Regions from separate parts of the Mus musculus genome. Here regions 2, 3, 4, 5, 6 and 7 are each linked to region 1. The links are chromatin contacts, called in public Hi-C, HiChIP or PLAC-seq and capture Hi-C maps. All regions are on one chromosome and are shown on one strand. Each heading gives the region's core, a stretch centred on a gene start, on an enhancer-like site or on the middle of the called end of the contact. The rest is flanking DNA. Distances are from core to core; before and after follow the strand shown.

Region 1 (3,140 bases), core at 234-2,733:
TATCACCCCAGCCAAGGTTGGTGCCTTTAAATTTTTACTATTACTGTTGTTGTTGTTGTTGTACTTGAGAGGAACATGGCGGGATGGGCCCCTGGGGGTTGTTTTTGAATTCCAGGTCAACAAGAGACATAGTCTAGAAAGAAAAGGTAGGTGACTCCCAAAGAAGGGTTGTCCTCAGACCTCTACACACACACATGTGACCCCACACACACACAGGTGAAACCCCCACTTGAACCTACACATACACACACATATGTGAACCCACACACACTGTGAACCTACACAAACACATATGTGAAACCACGTACACACATGCACACACATACACATATGCACACACATGTAAACCCATACACACACTTGCATACACATACACGCACACAGATAAACCTACCACATACACTTGCGAACCTACACGTGCGCATGCATATGCGCGTGCATACACACACACACACACACACACACACACACACACACACACACACACACACAGAGAGTAATTAAGAGCAGCAATCCATATTGATTCGCCGTTCCTGTGAATGATGTTATTTGCTATTCACAGCCGTTACAGTTAAAAAGCTATTAACTAGCAAGCATTTCCTCTGGTATCTCTTCACACTGGGTACGTAGCCCCTCCCACCAGGATGAGTGCACCTCACATGGGAAACTCATTCCTCAGAGCTCATGCAGCTTTTCAAACACATGAGAACCCGGAACACCTGGGTCCTTGCTAAATGCAAATTCTCCCTTGGCTGGGCTGGGTCCGGGTTCTGTATTTCTAACAAGCTCCCAGGGGAGCCTCAGCAACAAGGGCCCCGAGTCTGCTGGTGCTCTCATCCTGGGGACAGGCAGGTGCTTCCGTAGAAATGGGACAGCGAATCCTCCAGAGAGCATGCAGCATGAAATGAAAAGATCCGTGCCGGGTCAGAAGCAGAGGCTCTGGGCTTGGGAAGACAGCTTAGTGGGGTAAAGGGCACTTGCCGCCAAGCCTGGATTTGATCCTCAGGACCCAAACAAAGGTGGAAAGAGAAAACCAACACCCACACATATACACATATACACATATACTCCTCCGACCTCATATGCACCATGCATGTGTGCACCCACATACATACCACACACTAATAAACAGAAAAAATTAAAGGCTTCCTACAAGACAAAACCCCAGACACTTGAGATTTATTCATTTCTCTCCAATATTCTTTTGCTTTCTGTTTAGTTGATGGACTTAGAACTTTTAACATCCCCGGGCACAGCCTCGGGGGTTAGAAAGCTTCGGATGTCCTCTCTCCCTTTCCCTCCCCATCTCTTTAGTTCAAAGGCCTGGACCCAGTGTTTGGGAGTTTGATCAGAGATTGTGCCAGCTCTGTTTGTAGCCTGGGGCAGGCTCTTGCTGAGAGACACAACCTAGAGAGCACTGGCCCTCTGGACTATTCAGGGCTTTCCTGTGTGATCGTCTGCCATGCTCACAGGCATGCCACCCGCTGTCTGCTGACTCACTGTGGTTGCTGGCGAGTGTGTCTTGTTTTCCCAGGAGGTGACAAGCTCTAATAGTAGGTAGGGGGAGGGGAAGCAGGTACACAGAGGAGAGGAGCCTCAGGCTGTTCCTGAGCAAGTCATCCCCTGCTGAGGACATGGTAGACGGAATGTCATCCAAGTGCTGGACATGGGCGAAGCTCGCTGTGCCAGGCTGCTGTGGACAGTAGCTCGTCAGTGTGCCAGGCTGCTTGCTGTGTGCTCACTTGGAGAGATCACCCTTATGGGGCTGCTGAGATGACTTTAGCAGGAGCTTGGTGACAAGTCTGACATCTTGAGTTCAATGACTGGGACTCATGTGGTGAGAGGAAAGAAAGAATTTCTGAAAGTTGTCCTCTGACCACCTCACACTTATACAGACACACACACACACACACACACACAAACATATACACATATATACATAAACATACACACACACAAATGCATATACCTACATACCCATACACACAAATACACATAAACATGCACACACAAAAACATACACCCACATAGACACACACATATACCTACATACACATACATACACACACATACACAGACACGCACACACGATGTCTTTGATACCCATTTTCAGGACAGCCATGCCCCTGGAGCATCCTTTCACTTAGCTGCCGAAGTCTTACAGTGGCCATCCACCCAGTGAGGCCTCCTCATCCAGTTCAAGGCAATCTCCCTGATGTTTATAGAATGAAGTTGAAGCTCCCAAGACATCCAGATACAGGCCAGGGCTTGAACCTGTTGCTTGTCTTGTTCTAGACCTCAAGGGTGCCACATTCTTCATGGGTGTGGCTCCTGGAGCACCAGGGGTGTGTACGGATGCTCCACCACTCCTGCTTTACTAAAGGACCGACCTAAGGCATTGAAGACTTTCCATCCTGCTTAGGGAGATGAAGGCAGCTCACATTATAGGAGGCTTTGCATGCTGCCACAATAGTGAGCCAGCACAGCCCCAGCAAGTGTTGTTGGTTTTCTTCTTCTGTATTTCTTGTTATTGGCTTTTAGATACTTAGTTTGTCTAGGGGATAATAAGTACTGTGGGGTTGGTTTTTTCATTGGGTGTGTATGTACACATGGGGTACAGGGGTGCAAGCATGGACATACACATGTGTGTGTAGAGCCCAGAGGTCAACCTCAAATGTTGTTTCTCAGGCACAGTTCGTCTTACAGGTCTCTCAATGACCTGAAACTTAGAAATTCAGCTAGGCTGCCTGGCCTGTGAGTCCCAGGGATCTGCCTGACTTTACTTCTCAAAATCTGAGATTATAAATTGTGTCACCAGGTTGGTATATCTGCCTGCCTGCCTGCCTGCCTGCCTGCCTGCCTGCCTGCCTGCCTGCCTGCCTCCCTGCCTGCCTGCCTGCCTGCCTGCCTGCCTGCCTGCCTGCCTGCCTATCTATCTATCTATCTGTCTGTCTGTCTGTCTGTCTGTCTGTCTGTCTGTCTGTCTATCTATCTATCTATCTATCTGGTGCTAGAATGGAACTCATGTCCTGACACTCACGTTGCAAGCATATTACTAGCTGAACCACCCACCCCACCCCAGAAGATCTTTACAGAGCATCCGTGCTGATGACCTAGACTGTGTTGGACTTGTGCCTTTT
Region 2 (3,140 bases), core at 331-2,830, 490 kb before region 1:
GCTGCTCATCTAGAAACTCCCTCACAGCTGTACCTAAAGGCTCACTGCCTAGGCGATTTAGATCCCGCCAAACCGGAAGTATTAGCCATCATCCCAGGAGCCTTGCCCATTTCCTCTGAGAAGGAGGCTAAGGATGCTGAGGCCCACGTGATCAGTGGGAGGGTAGGGGAAGCCTGGATGACTTTGCCAGCACTCACTGGTTGCTTAGTGAATACAGGGTCTGCTTTCCCTCTGCATCAGCAGAGGTTACCATCTCCAGGCTGTAATAAAAGCAAGTTTAATCTGAAATATTAGAGATTTGCAAATCCGGGTTATATGATGGAGTATAGGCATATCTGGGGAAGCAAAAACAATACTAATGCGGATTTAATTTTTAAAAATTGTTATTTATGTGTACACATGTGCCTGCTTGTCTTTATGTGCACCATGTGCATACAGATGCCAGAAGTGGATACTGGATCCCCTGCCCTTGGGTTCTGATCTACCTAATGTGGGTGCCGAGGAACAGAATCTAAGTCCTCTGCAAAAGCAAGAAGCACTCTTAACTGCAGAGCCATCTTTCCAGCCCCAACTTTTAATTTATTTTATTTCGTAGTACCAGGTATTAAACTCAGGACCTTGCACATGCGAGCCAGTCAAGCACCCTACCGACGAGCGATGTGAACAAGCCCTTTTATCGATGCAATGTTGACGTGTGAGGCAAGGTCTCACTAAACTGCCCAGGTGAGGCTTAAACGTGGGATCCTCATGCCTCGGCCTCCCAAGCAGCTGGATCACACAGGGCCACAGCTCCAGGACTGCAAACCACGGTTCTAAAGGTGAAATGGGTCTGTGGCTACCCCATCCCCGGCATGCCCGAGCTCATCTAGAGGTGAAGGGAGCATGGCTGTTCTAAGGTCCTTGTTTACAGGGATGGGCCACATGCAGGGTCTGGCAGGTCCGTGCTGTCCGTGTGGTAAGATCTGGTAGCCTTTGGTCCAAGGCTCTGTTTTCCAGAGCTCTTGAAATATTTTTTATAACAGCATATGGGAGTGACAACCAGCTGACCCCAAGTCTTGTCTGCTCTATTAGATTCCCAAAGGACTCCACTTTAATTCGGACAACTTTTACGTCAGCAACTGAAGTCTCTGTCAGGGGACTCATGCAAAATAAGCACCTTTATCGAGGACCTCAGAAAGAAAAGGAGATTTTCCTTGATGAGGGCAGGACCCACGTTGCCTCAGGCACCCACCCCTTCCAGATGGCAATGGGGCATCAGCTCCATCACAGCCCGTGCCAGCCACCGTGTGCCTCCTAGTTCCATTTTACTCTAGGAAGAATGTGAGTCTGCTTGGCTCAAGTATGTGTGTTCTTGAATTTGCACATGTATTTGTGTGAGATCTTAACCCGGCAGGTGGGGTGTTGGGCACCCTTATAGTCCTGTAACCACTAGAGGCTGTTCATGGGAACCGGAGCACCAGGCAGTCAGCCTAGGGTGCCGGGAACACTGTCTTTCTGTGGCTAGTGGTACTGAGCAGGATGTGTAGAAAGGAGACACCCAGTGAGGAGGCCTGTGGCCCCAGGCCGCCACACTTTCTCTTCCTCTCTCTGACGGCAGAGGCAGCTTCAAGCCTGCTCCTTCCTGCTTGTGGCTGAGCTCAGTCAGTTCCGCTTTCACTCTTGTCTATAGCAAACCTTCTGCAGAACCTCAAGTTTGCCTCCACCAGGAAGTCCTCCAAGCCAGTGCTCTCCCCAGCTGTTTCCTTTTTAGGCTTTCTTTCTTTCTTTCTTTCTTTCTTTCTTTCTTTCTCTTTCTCTCTCTCTCTCTCTCTCTCTCTCTCTCTTCTGGGCCCTGTACACTTCATAGTACCACTAGTGTTCGTCTTCTCTATGCACACTGTGTCTTTTTGCGGTCTCTGAGGTCTCATCAGGCACCATTTATGTGTAGTCCTGATGCTATTAGCACAGCACTATTTGAACAGAGGTACCTGGGCTTTATAATGATGGAGACAGATGAGCTGTGGATGGAAAAGGACCCTGGGCCTTGAGGCCCTATCATTCCTGCCTGGGACCACTAGAGTCACCCTGCACAGATAAAGGATATTTGCGTAGACCACAGGGGGGAAATCTCAGCCTAATGTGCAGTAAAAGCAATTGCACAGTGGTGACTCTGGAAGAGATTAGAAGGAAAGGCCCTCTGCCTTGGCCCCTCAGGTGTGAGTCAATTTCCACCGACGAAGGCCTGCATTTGAATGGCTTTGCTCTCCTTGCTGACAGGGTGGCTTGGGCAAACTTCAAACCTTAGGCTTCTTCAGGCAAAAGATGGGGAAAATAAAAGCCAGTGGCCTGAAACTGTGCTAAGTGGCTTGGCTGGCCTGGGGCTAGAGGGCAAGCTTTAGCCTGCTGAGGGAGCCGAGAGGAGTCTTCAGTTGAGAAGACTGTAGAGGGCCTCTGAGACTGAGAAGAGGGGAAGGACCTCTGTTCTCCCTCTGCTGCAGGCTGGGTACCTGGAGAAGCAAACTCATAGGCCTACTTTCCTAGAAGGTTCATATTTCCAGGTTTTTATCCTAAAGCCAAATATACCAGAAAGGATTTTTCAGATTCAAATCTTGGGGTTTGCACAATTAAAGAGACCCTTCTAGTGAATGCTGCTTTAATGAGACTTTTCTCTGGGGCATCGGGAGGCAGGAATGCTGGTTAAGCTATGTCCATTTCCTTTCTTCTAAAGTCCCAATGACAACCAAAGTTTGACCCACCAAAGCTCCTCCACCCCATGAACCCATGAGTAAGGGGTTATTGCTGGGAGTGTGGGTGACCCCCAAAGTAGCCACTCTGAAGTCTTCGCCTAGCATGGACGATGGCTTCCTCTTGGCTACATAGCTCTACCTCTAATCTTTCTCAAACTGTATATATTCTAGCTCCTTCCCTAAGATCCAGAGGCCACATGCATACAAATGGCTTGGGGGAGCAGCTGAATCCTCTCTCTTATGAGGGAACACAGTTTTTCATTGTGCCCTCCGCCTCCAGCCTTGAGTAGAGTAAACAGACCCACAGTGGTTTTACAACCTAGCTGGAGTCTCTAGTCTCTCAGCGTTTGCAATTTCCTACAGGAGTAGACTGCCTGCTTTGCAACATAATCCAGCTGAAACAAAGGATAGGGT
Region 3 (3,140 bases), core at 330-2,829, 430 kb before region 1:
ATTTTATGTATATAAGTACACGGTAGCTGTCTTCAGACACACCAGAAGAGGGCATCTGATCACTTCACGGATGTTTGTGAGCCACCGTGTGGTTGCTGGGAATTGAACTCAGGACCTCTGGAAGAACAGTCAGTGTTCCTAACCACTGAGCCATCTCCCCAGGCCCTAGCTTTTGCCTTCTTGATGCACTTGATGTGATTTCTTCAAAGTTGCCTTCTAACTCATTAATTTCTTCTTTATCCATGTTCACTGCGTATATTTTTCATTTCCAGAAACCTTGATCTTAACCAAGCTTCTGGCTATAACTTTTGATAGTGTCTTATACTTTTGCTATTTTTTTCTATTCCACCTTTGTTTCTATTCATTTAATTCATATGTGTTATATATTTGGGCCGCATCATTGTTATATGCAAAGATTTGAGGATCTCAATCAGTGGCTTTCAACTGGTGGCATTTTTCCCCCTTCTAGGGGACATTTCGAGATACCTTACTTGTAGATAGCACTTGTAGTTGCTTCTACAAACCACGAGGGGGCGCCACCAACCTGGATGGCTTGCCTTGTCCCGGGTCTAGTGTGAATTCAAACCCTAGGCTCACAGAATTGTGGTAGGAAATTTTGTCCCTTAGCACTTGCTGCTCTGGAACCGAGGTGCAGGTGCAGGATTAGACTTTTCATGCTCACTGCCCTTGCCCTTCCCTTGATGCCTAATCAGTGGTGCGTGTGGGTGTGTGACTAGGGTGCAGTACTCTGTCCTGTGACATTTCTTTAAAGTGGGCTGAAACTGGAAACACACATGCCAGCAACAGCAGAAGCAGGCTTCTAAAAACAACAACAACAGCAACAAAACATTGTCTGTGGCAGTGGGGTTGGGAGCGGGGTGGGAGGTGGGTAATGCACTAGCCATGGCGAGTGTTTGCAGGTCAGAGGACAACTTTTAAGAGTTGGTCCTCTCCACCGTGTACATCCTGGGGATTGAACCCAGGTCATCAGACTTGGCAGCAAGTGCCTTCACCCATTAAGCCATCCTGCCAGCCCCTAGGCTTCATGCTCCATGGGAAACTGATGCTTGTAAGACTCAGCCCCTGACACTGGGAACTTAAGGAAGGCGCAGCACACTGGATGCTCACCTGCTGCAGGGCAGAATGAATTAGAGAGGCACGCTGTCAGCTGACAGGGTTTTGCAGGGTCAGGCTTTCCAAGGGATCGTGCCTTCCCCACCATTTCTGAGTCTAGAGCTCTGCGAGTCAAAAAGTTGACCTTGTCACTTTCTCTTGAACACACTTAGCGGCAGTGGCTCGCTCCGGCTGACCTGTGGTTATTCATAGCCTTTGATTCAGAAGGAGTATTGAGCGCGTGGCTGCAGAAATACTAAGTGTGTGATCACATGGGCTGTCTCCACCGCCTTGCTGGAGGTGTTCTGTAACATACAGACTGGTCACAGCAACACCTATCAAAATCCCCACCTCCGATCTGCAGAAGACACCTGGTCCCTGAGTTCTGAACAAGGCTCGTGTGACTGTAGCTGAGGATGACGACCACCTGCCACCACTACCCATGAGAACACAGGCGAGCACCCACAGCTGACAGCCAGGGGTGTTTTCTGTGCACTTAAGGGCCAGTTATGGGATGGTCAGCGTCCAGTGATCACTGTGAGATCAGAGTGCAGGGGAAAGAGTGAGGCAGGTTTCTGTGGGCTCTTTTGTCCTTCCTGCAGGACTGCTTGTCAGCCTGGTGCTAAGAAGCCCTTGTACAACGGTTTCTTAACATACACTGAACCAGCCGCAGAGACTTTGTCAGAAACCTTTAGAAAAATCACAGCAAGAACAGGCTGGTGAAATGGCTTGCTCAGGAAAGTGCTCACCCTGTGAGCGCAAAGACATGAATCCGGATCCCCAGAACTCATGTTAAAAATCTGGGGGTGGCAGTGTGTGTCTGTAATCCAATGTTAGGGAGGCAGAGACAGGTGGATCCTGGGGCTTGCTGGCCCCCTGGTCTAGCTGACTCAGTGAGCTCCTGGCTTAGTGAGAGACCTTGCCTCAAAAGACAAAGTGGAGACTGGCAGGCACACACCCAACCCAACTTAACCTTTGGCCTCCATATGCATGTGTCTGTACACACACACATCTGTGTGCTCACGCACGTGTGCACACATGTGCATACCAAGAATGCAAGAATACAATCATTGAAAAGCACAGAGAATGTGCTATGCAATAGGACTTTACTAAATACCTGAACTCCCCTCCCCAGAAGTAACCATAGCAACACTGAAAGTACATTTTCCTTCCCCTGTCTGAATATGTACAAGTGTGTGTAAATGCACTCAGACTTGTGTGTGTGTGTGTGTGTGTGTGTGTGTGTGTTCATGAGATTGCACTAAATTATCTATCTATTGTCTGGTGTTGCTCTTGTTGACCTAACTGCATACTGGTCGCATGGGCCCATATACACCTGATTTGTTTTCTAGCACGGGAATCCTGTGGTTTAAAACGACCCTCTCCCATATGTTTCCAGATGCTATAGTGCTGGGTTAGAGGTCACGCGATTTTAAGCTTCAGCAGCTATTGCCAAGTCACCTTTGAGCAACCTCTACCAGTTTACAGTGCAAGCAAATGATTGCTTCCTTGATTTCATGCCAGTAGCTGGTACTATTAATCTTCACTTTGGCTAGGCAGCTGGGGGAGGATGCGCTCACCTGCATTTCCCAGCTGACATGTGAAGGCGAATGTCGTTCTTCATCGTTGAAAGACGGCTGCGTTTCCCCAGCCACAGGCTGCCCCTTCGTCGTCTCTGCCCATTTTACACGACGCTTATTATCCCTTTCTTGCTGATCCTTGGGTGCTCTTTACATACATTTTATTTCATCTATTATCATTTTAATGGAGGTGACTCACATCAGGCAAGAGATGGAGATCATCACTGTAGAGTTTGAAGAGTCTTGATAAATGTGGGAGCCCATCCCCCAAATGAAGACATGAAACATCTTCATTACTCCTGAGGGTTCCCTTGGGCCCACTTCCAGCCAACACCTCCAGCGGCAGCCGTCCTTCTGAGCTCTGTCACTGGAGATGAGTCGTTTCTTCCTGGACTTCCTTTAATGGGATCACACAGATAAGTCCTTTTATGTCTTTGTCTTTTGTCC
Region 4 (3,140 bases), core at 178-2,677, 430 kb after region 1:
GAACAGTTGCTTGAAGGGGCTTCCTGGAGACAGACCCACCCATTCTCTACCCAGATCGTCTAGTTCTTTTGACCCAGGTCTTATTTATATAACTCATGGTGGCTTTGGTCAAGACCCTCCTTCCCTGACATTTTTTTGGGACCTGCTACCATCTCTGAAACTCCAAGAGCTTTGTGGCTTACAAGTGAGACCAGTCCACCTACAGGTTCAGCTCTTTATTAGCCAACTTAACAAAAGCAGTTTAGTCAAAAAGACCGAAGCCCATGTCATCTTCAGACTCCTCGGACTCTTCCTTCTTTGCCTCCACTTTCTTCTCCTCAGCTGGGGCGGCGGCAGTGGATGGAGCAGCACCACCAGCAGGCGCAGCTCCAGCTGCTGGAGCGGGCCCACCAGCCCCTACATTGCAGATGAGGCTCCCAATGTTGACATTGGCCAGAGCCTACAACAGAGACATAGAAAAGGCTTTTAGTTTTGTGCTGCAAGATTTAATGATTCAATTAAGCTCTTTTCACCCATGAGACCAAAGCAATGTTCAGGACTACAGGGAATCAATATACAACTGCCACCAGTTGATTGACCCCACTTGCCAGAAATAAAGCTGTTTGTATAAATAGAATGTAGCTATCCACTTTGCATGAATCTCACTGCTTCAAATGCCCAAACTTAAGAGGCAACAAAACTCATTCTCAAGCCATGGACCGTGAAGGCCTGACATAAAAGCCACATCAATAAGTACAAACTAAGATACAAAAATCAAGGCTGGTGGTGGAAATCGTACATTACCAAGTGTAACCCCAAAACTTACCTTGGCAAACAAGCCAGGCCAGAAAGGTTCGACGCTGACACCAGCTGCTTTAATGAGGGCATTGATCTTATCCTCCTGGAACACAAACGCCAACCCGTCAGAACGATCAGAATGCGGCTAAAACTCAGTCACTTATACAGAGTTAAGTTTCGTACTTGGGCTAAAGTCAACCTTAAAAAAGACAAGGCCAGGTTTGAAGGCTCAGCGGGCTGTGGGATTGTCCCGCAGGCCTGACGACCTGAGTTCGAGGCCTAAAACTTAGATAAAAACAGCCCACTCTAAACAGTAGGCCTAACATGCGCGCTCGGGACCGCCATTCACCTGTCTCGGGTTGGGCCGCGCGGGGAGGACAGAGCGCATACGCCTCACAGGCCTCCAAGTCACCGAATGCCTGAGAATGCGAAGTCCGGGCGGAGCCGGGTGTCCGCCGCACAAACACGTGGCCGGCCCGGGGTTATCCCGCACTTACCGTGACCGTCACCTCGTCGTCGTGCAGGATGAGGGCGGAGTAGATGCAAGCGAGCTCGGAGACGGAAGCCATGCTGTAGACTGCCGGCACGGTGCTAGTCGCCGGATGAAGTGAGGGCCTCACCCCAACGCGGCCTTAGCTTCCTCGGAAGGACCGAGCACCTTGGCGGCAGCTGAGGAAAAGATCATATACGCCTGCGCGCAGCTTCTTATGGGACCGCGCCGACCAATCGATGCCCGACTCGAGACGGAAGGGGCAGGGCCAAAACCGAGAGGAGGCGCGTCTGCAGAACGCAGTTCCGGATTTGCGCGTTCGACTTCCGGTGCGATTGGCCTTTGGGGCTTGCGAATATTACAAGTGCTCAACAGTAGAGATTAACAGGCTAAAGGGAGAGAGCTATCGGGGGAGACGTACTGCTTAAACTGACAGGCGCGTTCCCACGGCTTGGGTACACTGAAAAGTCGCTCTCCGCCTCAAGCCTTGCGGATCACGTGGTGGACTTCCCAACCCACCCTCACCCCGGGCGTGCGCGCCGTAGTAACTGTGTCTGTGATGAGGTTGATAAATACCACCCGGGACCCGGAGTTGCATATCAAATGCAATATATCGTGGTTAATGTTTAATTCATTACATTGAAAAAGCACAGAGGGGCGGAAGTTAAGCCATCTTGCAGCTCTCAGGTTTGGCTCCCGCACCCCGAAAAGTGCCAGGAAATCCAGTAACAGGGGCTCTGATCCTGACAGAGGTCAGCAGACACGCTCAAGTACACATAAAAGTAAACACTCTTTAAAGTGTCACGCGAGGTATGGTGAGGAAAAAACCCACAGAAGTAGGAGACCACGTGATAAAATTCGGCAACTAATTATATAGAACCCCTAGAAAACCAGGAGAGTAACTTTGATGCGCAGACATCAAAAGCAAGTATCAATAAACAAACGTTTTCCTTTGCCTCTCTTTTAGTGCATGGTACTTTGTCACAGCAATAGAAACCCCAAGTGCTCATATACACAATTAAATAAAAACACCCCTCAGGTTAGGGTACAGCTCGTGTGTGGTCAGCTTGTGTAGAGGTGACCTTGGTGCTAGAAACTTGCAACTAGAATGTAGTGCATACTAGATTAAGTGGTTTCTTTAAAGTTAATAAAATTCTAATCTCAGGACCACAAAGAAGCTATGAAACAGCAAAAGGAACCTAAGTAGAGCAATATAGTTTTCACAGATAAGAGCCTAAAACGGAGAATTTTCTCCAAGTAATATAGTTCCAATCAAAATTCTGTTCATGATCTCAGTGGAATTTGACATGGCCTTCAGTCTAAACACACACACACACACACACCCTGACAGGGTGTCATGTACCTCAGCTGGCCTTGAACTTGCTATGTGGTTGAAGATTACCTGGAATGTTGGATCTTCCTCCCCTGCCTGGGATTGATTTTAAGTATCCAGGTCATGCTGGGCTAGGGATTAACTCCAGGGCGGGTACACACTAAGCACTCCAGCCACTCAGCTACATCTCAGACCCCCTTAAGCTTACTTTGAGACATGCTCTTTTTTTTTTTTTTTTTTTTTTTTTCTTTCCGAGACAGGGTTTCTCTGTGTAGCCCTGGCTGTCCTGGAATTCACTATGTAGACCAGGCTGGCCTTGAACTCAGAAATCCACCTGCCTCTGCCTCCTAAGTGCTGGGATTAAAGGTGTGCGCCACCACCGCCCAGCTGAAACATACTCTTACTATACATTTCAAGCTGGTCTGAAAGACGTCCAGGCTGGCCTTGAATTTGTGGTAAATCCTTGTCTGAGCCTGCTGAGTGCTGGAATTAGAGGCTTACACTACCGCACCTAGCCCTAGGTGTCACTGGCAATGCAAA
Region 5 (3,140 bases), core at 475-2,974, 390 kb after region 1:
GGGACCAGTATTGATCTTAGAGCAGTATTGAGGTGGGGGGGTAGTAGAGACAGAGAGAGAAAAGCCCAAAAGGCATGGAATTTGCAACTGAGAACACCCTTGATGGGAGGAGTGACCTAATTTCTGTGGGTTGCCCTCTGACCTCCAGGCCCATGCTAATACACACACAAGCCTCCCCATCCCACGAAATAAAAAATTGTCTAGCAGGACAGGAACCCACGGCAACCGAGATGTTTCTCAGAAGAAACCAGTGTAAGGGGTTTGGCAACTGGGAACACAGGAGTGAATGGGGCAAGACATGCTGGCCCCTCCCCCGGGCACCCAGACTATCCAATATGGAAAATACCCCTTCTCCACTACATGAGAATGGGGGCCCTAGCCCTACAGGGATAAAGAGCATCAGTCGACATAGACAAAATTCACCTTGGTCCCATTCCCTCCCGGTGACCTTGGCAACCTCCACTGCTCCCCCAACTCTTCCCCACCCCCCAGGCTTCAATTCCTGGGCTGTAAATTGAGCTCAACCTTTGATTCCCCTCTTGCCTGCCTTTTGAGGAGAGCCCTAGAATTTTCCATGGGGCAGTTGCACAAAAGAGAGCCATTGAGAACTAGAGCTGATGCCTGGTATAGGGACCCTGGACTGTGCTCTGTCCCTGAGAATGGCACAGACTGCAGCTGGGGACCACAGGGACGCCTCTGGAGGCCCCGCCAGTGGCACCGCCTGCCCAAGAGGCTCCGCTCTTGTCAGAATATTAACACCCTGGGTGCATTTGTGTGTCACTCATGATTGCAACCACGGTTCCAAAAGAATTATGCAGCATGCATATTTATGAGACAAGCCCAGACAAAGACTACCGCATTTTAAAAGATGCAATTATCTCTAAAAAGTTCAGCTTTATTTTCATGCTAATGAATACAATATTTTTAAGCAAACCTAATTGGTTTGCCTGGGCTGCTCTAAAGGCCCTCAACTCATTAGAGCTCCGAGGTCCCCTTCAGAGGGGGCTTTAGAGGAACCAGGGGATGCAAAGGGGGCTGAGGCACAGTGCCCCAACCCCCTTCCTGAGCCCTCTGTCTGGGTGACCAGGAGGCCTCCAGGAGGGCCACCCTGGTAGTCTGGGAATGAGGAGATCAGGGAAACTATGGGGCAAAACGAATATCCTCCCTCCTCTGCAGGGTAGAAGCCACACCATCTACCACAGAACTTGAAACTCTGGCTCCCTAGCAGTCACTGGAGTGACATTTAGAAAGGGAATCTTTTCCTAGCCGGCTATCAGCCAAGGGCTTCAGGTCGAAGTGGGTCAAAGGGTGGCGAAGCCCAGGGCCCTTATCCCAACCCCCACCTTGAGTTTTGATGTCCTCTTGCGGGCTGGACCTGGTGCTAGCTAACTCCAGAGACACTGTCTGCTGTGGAAGCCTGTCTCTGCCTGCTCATCACGGCCTGCTGAAGGTCAGGTTGCCTTCACTACTTTACACACGAGGAAAAGGGGCCGATGAAACAACCTGCAGACCCTAGGTGTTCTCCGAGACGAGCCTAAATGACCACCCAGCCTCCTTCTGTGTCTCAGGCAACTTCCTGCAGTTTAAGCTGGGTCCTTTGCTTACATTCCTGCTTATACCCAGACCCCCAAACGCACACAGGGCACAGGGCACAGCTGTGCAGGCTGTACACCGTGCAGGCTGTACCCTATACCCACACTGATGTGGTCTCTGAAGTCCTGCAGCCGCACTATACCCAACTCAGCAGACCTTACTTCTGCTGGCTTCCTGTGGGGCCATTTGAGGATCGTATGCCTGAAAGTTGTCCGGGAAAGATTTATGGGCCCAACCTGCACATTTCTGCTTGAACAACTCCCCTTAACCACATCCTCGGGGCCAAAATCCAGGAGCCCAGAACAGAACGCTGTTCAGGAAATGACAGACAGGCTGCAAAGGCCGGAGGCCGGGAGGCCAGCAAAGCACAAACCCAAGCAAGCATAGGCTGGGAGTTGGGGGCAGGGCAGCCTCTAGCCTGGAGGTGAAGAGAGGGAGAGTCCAACTCTGAGATTTCATGCCTCACCTTTCCCATCTGCAGATGAGGAGCCTGTACCCACTGATCACTCTATGCAGACGTCTTCCATTTCTAGGAAGGCTTTGCACAGAAGAGCAGAGGAAAGAAGCTACACCTCAAAGCCAGAGTCAATCTGTAAAAACAAGCAAACAAAACAAAACAAACAGAAGGGCTGGTGAGATGGCTCAGCGGGTAAGAGCACCCGACTGCTCTTCCGAAGGTCAGGAGTTCAAATCCCAGCAACCACATGGTGGCTCACAACCATCCGTAACGGGATCTGACGCCCTCTTCTGGAGTGTCTGAAGACAGCTACAGTGTACTTACATATAATGAATAAATAAAATTTAAAAAAAAAAAAAAAAAAAAAAAAAAAACAAACAAACAGAAAAATAGGACGAGCGGGATGCTTGGTACCAAGTCCGAGAAGTTGCCCTTTGACCTGCTTGAGCATACACACACACACACACACACACACACACACACACACACACACACACACACACACACTAATTTTTAAAAATAAAAACAAGAAAAAAAAACCTTTATAAATAAGCCACCTAGGGCATGATTCTACCCACCCCTGCTGGGGGTGCACTCTCCATGTCTACCTCCTAGCTGCAGAACTGCCAGAGAAAACTGGTTCAGCAGAGGAAAAGTGGGTGGATCTTTAAACCAAGTCACTGAGCAGAGAGGAACAAGGAGGTTTCAGCCAGGGCTGGGTCCCAGAAGCACAGGGAAGACTGAGGCAGAGAGCCACAGGCTGTGGCACGGTCAGACTCTGCGGAAGCAAGGTTTCAGCGCTTGCAATAGCCTAGAAGCCTTGCTGCTACCTAAGAGGAAACACCTCCCACTACGTGAGGAGGTCACTGGGAAGCAGGAAGGCTGGTCTGAGGCTAACTCGAGCCTACCGTCTGCCTAACACCGCCACTCCTTCCCATTTGGTTACTGCTTTCACCAAATTACCACAGGCTAGAGATGCAGGACTTTGAGCAAGAAGATTAAGATGTGCCCTGGAGAGCTGGGCATGGTGGAACATGCCTGTAATTCCAGCAGTCAGGAAGCAGAAGTGGGAATGTTAGGATGTCAAAGT
Region 6 (3,140 bases), core at 341-2,840, 350 kb after region 1:
CAGGGTGGGCCTAGTGGTATAACAAGACACTCCACAAGGACTGAAGATGCCTCCAGTGATGAAGAGGAGGAAAACACTAGCACCCTACCTCAGGAGCTCTAAGGAGGTAACAGGCATCTGAGAGCCATCCAGGGTGCTCACGAAGCCCAGTGGTGAGGGATTAGCTCTGTGGACACTGCTGAACTCTAAGACTCTAGGATGGAATCCTGGGAGTGCTGGAGACATCCAAAAAGTGGTCTCTCTCCCTACTACATCCCCAAGCATCCAGAGCTTGAGCCAAGGTAAATAGACTGAAGGACTGAGGAAGACTTGCATCTCTAGCCAGTCCCACCCAGGAGTAGCCTTATGAAGAGGTTGGAGCCTCAGGAGTTGGCCATCCTAGAGGAGGGACAACAAAGTCATTCCAAAAAGAAGTACCCCACAGCTGAGTGCCAAGGAACAGTTCCATGTCCCGCCCCAATCCATCCCTAGGTGACTGCCCACAGATCATGCCTGACATTCTGGAGGACAGATCATCTGCCCATGTGGGAGGGGTCACAGCCGGGAAGTAAAGGACAGTGACCTACAGAAGACAGATAGGGAGTGTGGGAAATTTGGTGTCACTAACAACCTCTCTTCCTAGAGAGCCAAGCAGGGCTAGAGGTGACAGATTTCACCTGACCTTGGTCTTGTGTGATCTGGAGATGTGTCAATCATGACCACGTGCCAACACCAAAGGAGATCAAACAGGAGCAGAGGCTGGAACAACTCCTGGCAGAACAGCACAGCCAGCTAACAACTCTCAGAGTCTGTTTCCTTCCCATCCCTTCCCCAAGACCAAAGTGCCTCCCTGAGCCTGATCCTCAACACATGGACCTCAAGGTACAAGGACCAGATGAGAACCCCAGATCACCTGAGCCCCTTTTTACAGAGACGGAAACCGAAGCTCTGGAAAGGAAAGGCTCAGCAGAGCATACATGCAGCTGCTGGAACGGAACACCAGTTCAAAGCAGAGCAAGGATGAAGCTCTCCATCCCACATGGCACCACCCCTGCATCACCCCACCCCCAGGCGCATCTGTCCGTGAAAACTGTTACTGTCAGTCGCCGCCCTCCCCAACCTCCATCCTTCCCTTCTTCCTGAAACCAGAACATTGTGCAGAGTAGAGAGGTGGGAGTAGGGCAGCCAGTGGGCAGAAGTGTGATGGTGAAACTCAAGGTACTGGAGAGAAGAAGTCTGGGGACAGCCTCATCACTTTGGGCCATGCAGCCTGGCTGTTGGTACACTGCGCCCCACTGTGCTTTGTCCTGGCTCCTAGCTTGCCCTCCCAGGTTTGACGCACAGCAGTGAAATGCAGAGCTGACCGAGAGAAAAAGCACCTAATCATGTAAGACCCACTCCTGAGAAGCCAAGGCGCGTCACACCCCCAGGTCCTGGTCCCAGGTGCTCTCTGTAGCCCACTGGATGTAGTTGGCCTCATACAGCCATATGAAACTACAGTTAAAAAGGCACAGCAGCAATCCGGAGCTCTCCCTGTTTACGACAGAGTACCACCTCCTACAGCAGCCGCACCACCTTCGCCCACACATGCCTGATGCCACCAAAACAGGCTGTCACAGCAGAGACAGGCCTCTGGTGCCCTCTACTGTTTGACACTCCTGCACCATAGCTGGAGGATGGCACCAAGGCTGGCAGGGGAGACTGGGGAATGGCACCTGCCCCCATTGGGTTGTCCCAGTTTATAACAGCCCCTCCATCCATTTTCCAAGGGGATCCAAAAAAGCATGATACCGCTGCCAGGGGTAGATCAGCAGGGTGTGTCTTGTTGACAGACCACCTAGAGGAATGGCTTGCTAGTGAGCCAGCATGGTAGTGCACATCTGTAATCCCACACCCAGAGAGGCTGAGGCAGGAGGATCCCAAGTTCCAGCCAATCTGGGATGCCTAGGGAGACCCTGATCAGAAAAGAGCTGCTAGTAAGACAGGCTCCTCTCCATCATGGACTGTCTCTCTGCAGAGGCTGCTTCCAGTGTCCCCAACTTGTAGTTCAAGGTCATCACTACTCACAAGGACAATAGCCTCCCTAATTCTGCCCTACTTAGGATCCCCAAGAGTCAAAGAACACAGAAGTAAAATAGCTAGAGATGTATGGCTAGGTATGGAGAGCCACATACAAAGACACATGCCTCTCTCTCCTCTCTCTCTCTCTCTCTCTCTCTCTCTCTCTCTCTCTCTGTCTGTGTGTGTGTGTGTGTGTGTGTGTGTGCGTGCGCGCGCGCTCATGAATATACATATAAAGAGAAAGAAGGAGGTCGAAAGGGAGAAGGGGAAACTGTTGTGAACTGTCCCCTGTCCACTGTCTGCAGAGCTGACCAGTGCCTAAAGCTTTTGGGACGAGATGACATAGCCGGGAGTGTCTAACCCACCTGACAGCAAGTACAGGCCAGAATATATGGGAATTTGGCCCAAGACAAAACTTTAAACTTACTTAAAATACTATGAAGTGGTTTCTGTTGCAATTTTTGTAACTTGAGTGCATGATTCTCAATCACGAACTCTGTAGATGATGTCATTCTGCCTGCTGCCACTCAAAATAACCATAGGCCTGGTCTAGCAATGCCTGGGCCATGGGTAGGATGTCCCTGGAATAAAGTGCAGCTCAAGACAACTCTTCATCAACCAATATGCCCCCAGAGAAGCCAAAGAGAGGGGCTCCTCGGCTCTAGATCACAGTCTCTAGTTCAACTTCACAACATCGGCCTGGAATCCACTGGATTTCTAATCACCTAGACAGAAACAGGCAGTGGGCTTGATTGATTTAAATGTTAGTCTCGGACATAAAATATTTTGTGATACCTTGGCTGGTGTCTGACTAAACCACCAGTCACCGTAGCATATGCAAATCAACACATGCCATCAGCCATCGCACTCCTCGTGGGCTTTGTGTGTCCACCAAGCATGTGCCAAAGTATCAACTCTGCGCCAGATCATGGGAAACCTTGTGTGTACAAGGCACGTCTCTATTCTTTCACAGTCTTTGTTAACCTGGGGCTTCCTGGTCCAAAGGGCCAGCCTTAACAGATGAATTGATTGATGACTTATCTTGCTTCTGTGTCACGATGCTTGGCAAAAGCAACTTAAGGGGAAAGGGTTTGTTCCGG
Region 7 (3,140 bases), core at 245-2,744, 330 kb after region 1:
GCTAAGCAGGCCCCAACCAAGTCTATGAAGAAATCAGCAGCAGCTCTGAAGAATGGCTTGGGGACAAGAAAGAGGCTAACAGCTATGAGAACCAAACAGGCAGATACCTGCTTGGATGTCCTCACATCACCAGGGGTGAGGGGAAGGCTGAGTGGGGTGGAGGAGGGGCCGTCTTCAGTCTGCATAAACATGGCCCTGTACCAACATCCTCTTGCCTTCAATCCTGACACAGGAACATATCTCCATCCTTTGCCATATGTGAGCACAAAGGAGCTTCCCCTCCCTCCTTGCCAAAACGCCATGTTTCAGAGCCAAAGCTTGTGGTCAGGCATTCACATACACGCACACATACCCTCAAAACTGCTCAAGGGTGGCCTCCCTTTGTGCTCCAGGGTCAACAGAGCACTCAGCTTCCAGAGGAGGGATAGTATCTAAAACTTGCATGGTACCTCATTCTCTGAATTCCTGAACTCACCTCTGTCTGGGAGTGGCAGGAGCCTTGAGTGGCAAAGACTCGAGGGTTAGGACATTAGGACATGGCTAAAGTCATTGGGTACTGTCTCCGGTGTTCCAGCTCAAATCTGGTATCTAGGACTGGTGATTGTGGCACCAGAAGCCCAAGCCTTGTGCCTTCCCCAGTCTACAAATAGTCTGTGTACCACACACCCCATCAAGTACAAAGAGGGACTCTACAGTGTTCCATGAAGAACCAAGACACAGCCTGTTCCCCCACCAACCTGCCACATGCCCTCCCACAAACCCAGCCTTGTCCACGTACAGGGGTCAAGCTCACCCAGGCCCATCCTTGGTGGCCCAGAAGAAGAAGCAAAACCAAGGACAGACTTCTATAAATAGGTACATCGTTCTGGGAAGGTCACCACTCAGAGCCACGAGAGCCCAAAATTCTCTAGAGACAAACATGGGACATGAGCTGAGACGCAGCCACCTCGCTTCTTGAGGCCAGGCCGGGCGGTGGCCACAGCTGGCTGGTCAGCTGCTGAATGGCCTTCGGGCTGCAGAAATACTTGCACACTGCGTTTTCTTTTCAAGGGGGCTGCCAGTGTGGACACAGAGGAAAAACGGGGAGCTGGAGGCCCAAGAGACATGGAAGGGAAACCTTCTCCCAACTCTGACCCTGAGTTCCTCAGTCTAACTAAACAACCTGCCAGTTGGATCTCAGCAGGGGGAGGCTTTCCCTCCCTGCTTCTCCGATGGACATCTGGCAACCACTCTAACATTCTGGGTAGAAAACGCAGAGGGGTGAAGGCAGGTTGCTAGATGTGCTCAGATGTACCACAAGGAATCCTGAAGCCGACTGTTGGCACCCGCTAGGTAGGAGTCCCTGTTAGCCCTTCTCTCCTGGGCCCTCCACCTACAACCCCACCTCCTTCCTTCCTTTCCAAGGGCCCCTGACAAGGCAGCCACAGCACACAAGCACTCCTAGCTACGCAAATAGCAACTCCTTCTTTTCTGGTGTTTGCTTAGCCAATATTGACTCTGCGGCCTAACACTGGTGCTATTGAGCTGGGTTCTTCTCGATATTGTTTGAGCAGCATTAGCAGAGCCTGTGATAACCAACAGCAGGGCAGGAAGCCACCCTGCCTCCCCCACCCTTGCTCCCCAACAACCCCCCCCCCACACACACACACAACCCCTCCCTGTGAGAGGCTCCTGTAAAGACAGAGGAACCTAAGGCTGGCTCCTCCACTGAGCAAACACAAGAGGGGAGAGAGGGAGCATGCTCTCTGGCTCAGTCAACACTCCAGAGGAGTCACAGCGACTGGAAAGGTTACTAGGGGAGGTTGCCCTTTAGGGGTGGGGTCAGTAAAAAGGGAAGGTAAAGAAGTCTGGGGCTATTAGCCAAACCCTGTAGTTGGCATCTATGGGAAAGGCCTGTGGGGACTGGTACTCACGGGCCCCGGGTGACTAAGCAGAGAATCGATGAATCCCCTCATCAGCCGAGCATGACAGATGAAGGCCTACTGGACGTCAATCACCGTAGCTTAGTGGGAGGGGCCTGCAGACAAGCCCTTGCACCTACCATGTTTTAATGACATAGATTTAGAAAAAAAATTCCTCGCTGTGGGCTTTTGTGGGCTTGCTTTGATGCTGCTATGAGTTCATATTTAAGAGTAACTCTCTCCTCTGGAAAGAATGGTTTTGGCAGCCCTAATGATATGCCACCATTAGATGTTCTCAATGGTCATCCCAGGAGACGGGCCATGGTGACCTCCATTCATATTTGGGTATAGGGATAGGTGTCAGGATCATTCTGGGGGCCTACCCAAAGCAGGGGTGGTCGGGGAAAAGCCACAGTGGTCGTCAGCCTTTGGGGGTGCCCTGGGTGATATAGAGGAAGGATGCATATCAGCCGGAAATGTGGCTCAGCCGGCAGATTACTTGCTCAACACCACATAAACTAATATGACGGAGACCGTCTGTAATCCTGGCACTCCAGAGATGCAGGCAGGAAAATCAGGAGCTCAGAGTCATCTTTGACTACATGGTGAGTTCAAGGCCAATGTGGGACACATGAGACCCTGTCTCAGAAAAAAGATGGGGGTGGGGGGGACACATTCAGTGTCACATACATAGCTTCCAATCTCAATGGAGAGCAGAGAAGCTCATGAAGCCAGTATGGGATGAAGGCTCAAGGCGGCGTTAATAAGTGCTTAAAGATGACTACCTCACAAGGTTGTGCCCAACTTCCCACACCACAACCAGCCATTCCTGAGACTAGACAGCCACAGGATATCCAGGGGCAAGGCACCCACATAGGGTGGCTTTTCATTGCCCACAAGTAAAGCAAATTCAGACTTAGCACTTTTGGAACAGGATCCATGGCCTAACTCTAGGTCAGTATTAAAGCGGTTGCCAGCATCATCAAGGGGACATTCTAGAAATTAGCTTCAGCCTGCCCCAATGGTCTGGGAGCACCAAAATGGTCATTTGCAAAAATTGGCCATTAGCATATTTTACTAACTGTTCTCTCTGAAGACTTGGTAAATGAGGGAGAAATGCCTCACAAATCAGCTGTTATGTAGGCCCCTGTGACAACCTGGACTACAAATCAGCTGTCACGTAGGCCCCTGTGACAACTTGGACTCCAAGCTTGGGAAGTTCTTTTTTGTTAAAAATAC

Evidence for each region. HiChIP or PLAC-seq counts read pairs in DNA pulled down with a chosen protein or histone mark. Hi-C and Micro-C count contacts between places; a contact is called where the count stands out from the background. Capture Hi-C pulls out chosen DNA fragments and counts their contacts.
Region 2: a contact with region 1 is called in a Hi-C map of the 63-12 cell line, with 2.2 times the contacts expected there. The contact joins two enhancer-like sites. A contact is called at or near these places in 3 of 15 datasets of contacts at CTCF or cohesin (the NIH/3T3 cell line, large pre-B cells and pro-B cells), 2 of 484 Hi-C or Micro-C datasets (the 63-12 cell line and pro-B cells), 1 of 115 datasets of contacts at active chromatin or transcription factors (large pre-B cells) and 1 of 9 other capture datasets (embryonic stem cells).
Region 3: a contact with region 1 is called in a RAD21 HiChIP or PLAC-seq map of pro-B cells, with 5 times the contacts expected there. The contact joins two enhancer-like sites. A contact is called at or near these places in 3 of 15 datasets of contacts at CTCF or cohesin (the NIH/3T3 cell line, large pre-B cells and pro-B cells), 2 of 484 Hi-C or Micro-C datasets (cerebral cortex and pre-B cells), 4 of 115 datasets of contacts at active chromatin or transcription factors (the 230-238 cell line, T-cell acute lymphoblastic leukemia, bone marrow-derived macrophages and 1 more) and 1 of 9 other capture datasets (embryonic stem cells).
Region 4: a FOXA1 HiChIP or PLAC-seq map of pancreatic cancer cells shows a contact between it and region 1. The contact joins the promoter of Rplp1 here to the enhancer-like site in region 1. A contact is called at or near these places in 1 of 39 promoter capture datasets (the C10 cell line), 1 of 15 datasets of contacts at CTCF or cohesin (large pre-B cells) and 5 of 115 datasets of contacts at active chromatin or transcription factors (acute myeloid leukemia, astrocytes, embryonic basal ganglia and 2 more).
Region 5: a contact with region 1 is called in a capture Hi-C map of embryonic stem cells, with 5 times the contacts expected there. The contact joins two enhancer-like sites. A contact is called at or near these places in 1 of 15 datasets of contacts at CTCF or cohesin (large pre-B cells), 1 of 484 Hi-C or Micro-C datasets (bone marrow-derived macrophages), 4 of 115 datasets of contacts at active chromatin or transcription factors (embryonic basal ganglia, embryonic stem cells and large pre-B cells) and 1 of 9 other capture datasets (embryonic stem cells).
Region 6: a RAD21 HiChIP or PLAC-seq map of pro-B cells shows a contact between it and region 1, with 5 times the contacts expected there. The contact joins two enhancer-like sites. A contact is called at or near these places in 2 of 15 datasets of contacts at CTCF or cohesin (large pre-B cells and pro-B cells), 3 of 484 Hi-C or Micro-C datasets (bone marrow-derived macrophages, nephron progenitors and stem cell-derived neural progenitor cells) and 4 of 115 datasets of contacts at active chromatin or transcription factors (bone marrow-derived dendritic cells, embryonic basal ganglia, large pre-B cells and 1 more).
Region 7: a contact with region 1 is called in a FOXA1 HiChIP or PLAC-seq map of pancreatic cancer cells. The contact joins two enhancer-like sites. A contact is called at or near these places in 1 of 484 Hi-C or Micro-C datasets (bone marrow-derived macrophages) and 1 of 115 datasets of contacts at active chromatin or transcription factors (pancreatic cancer cells).

What each region holds. Positions count from the first base shown.
Region 1 is chr9:61,478,323-61,481,462 of GRCm38.p6, forward strand. No RefSeq gene overlaps it. Among named protein-coding and RNA genes, the nearest start is that of Gm34424, 30 kb to the right of the region's middle. Within about 2 kb of position 1,484, at least 54 of the 459 cell types and tissues checked have an H3K27ac peak or open chromatin away from gene starts, as enhancers often do. A contact at or near this core is called in the 230-238 cell line, the 63-12 cell line, pancreatic cancer cells and 1 more, where this site is marked.
Region 2 is chr9:60,990,106-60,993,245 of GRCm38.p6, forward strand. The region is part of intron 2 of Gm51680 (a long non-coding RNA gene); the gene reads right to left. Among named protein-coding and RNA genes, the nearest start is that of Gm5122, 25 kb to the right of the region's middle. Within about 2 kb of position 1,581, at least 142 of the 459 cell types and tissues checked have an H3K27ac peak or open chromatin away from gene starts, as enhancers often do. A contact at or near this core is called in the 63-12 cell line and pro-B cells, where this site is marked.
Region 3 is chr9:61,046,157-61,049,296 of GRCm38.p6, forward strand. All of the region lies in intron 1 of Gm33699 (a long non-coding RNA gene), which reads left to right. Among named protein-coding and RNA genes, the nearest start is that of Gm46116, 9.2 kb to the right of the region's middle. Within about 2 kb of position 1,580, at least 12 of the 459 cell types and tissues checked have an H3K27ac peak or open chromatin away from gene starts, as enhancers often do. A contact at or near this core is called in the 230-238 cell line and pro-B cells, where this site is marked.
Region 4 is chr9:61,913,083-61,916,222 of GRCm38.p6, forward strand. Rplp1 (ribosomal protein, large, P1) reads right to left here and starts at 1,428. Exons shown (of 3, transcript NM_018853.3): 1 at 1,275-1,428; 2 at 806-880; 3 at 201-439. The coding sequence starts at 1,346. The coding sequence ends at 242.
Region 5 is chr9:61,871,692-61,874,831 of GRCm38.p6, forward strand. Gm34974 (a long non-coding RNA gene) reads right to left here. Exons shown (of 6, transcript XR_001779199.2): 3 at 2,060-2,183. Among named protein-coding and RNA genes, the nearest start is that of Gm34974, 26 kb to the right of the region's middle. Within about 2 kb of position 1,725, at least 55 of the 459 cell types and tissues checked have an H3K27ac peak or open chromatin away from gene starts, as enhancers often do.
Region 6 is chr9:61,828,856-61,831,995 of GRCm38.p6, forward strand. No RefSeq gene overlaps it. Among named protein-coding and RNA genes, the nearest start is that of Gm34828, 8.0 kb to the left of the region's middle. Within about 2 kb of position 1,591, at least 19 of the 459 cell types and tissues checked have an H3K27ac peak or open chromatin away from gene starts, as enhancers often do.
Region 7 is chr9:61,807,252-61,810,391 of GRCm38.p6, forward strand. All of the region lies in intron 3 of Gm34828 (a long non-coding RNA gene), which reads right to left. Among named protein-coding and RNA genes, the nearest start is that of Gm34828, 14 kb to the right of the region's middle. Within about 2 kb of position 1,495, at least 47 of the 459 cell types and tissues checked have an H3K27ac peak or open chromatin away from gene starts, as enhancers often do. A contact at or near this core is called in pancreatic cancer cells, where this site is marked.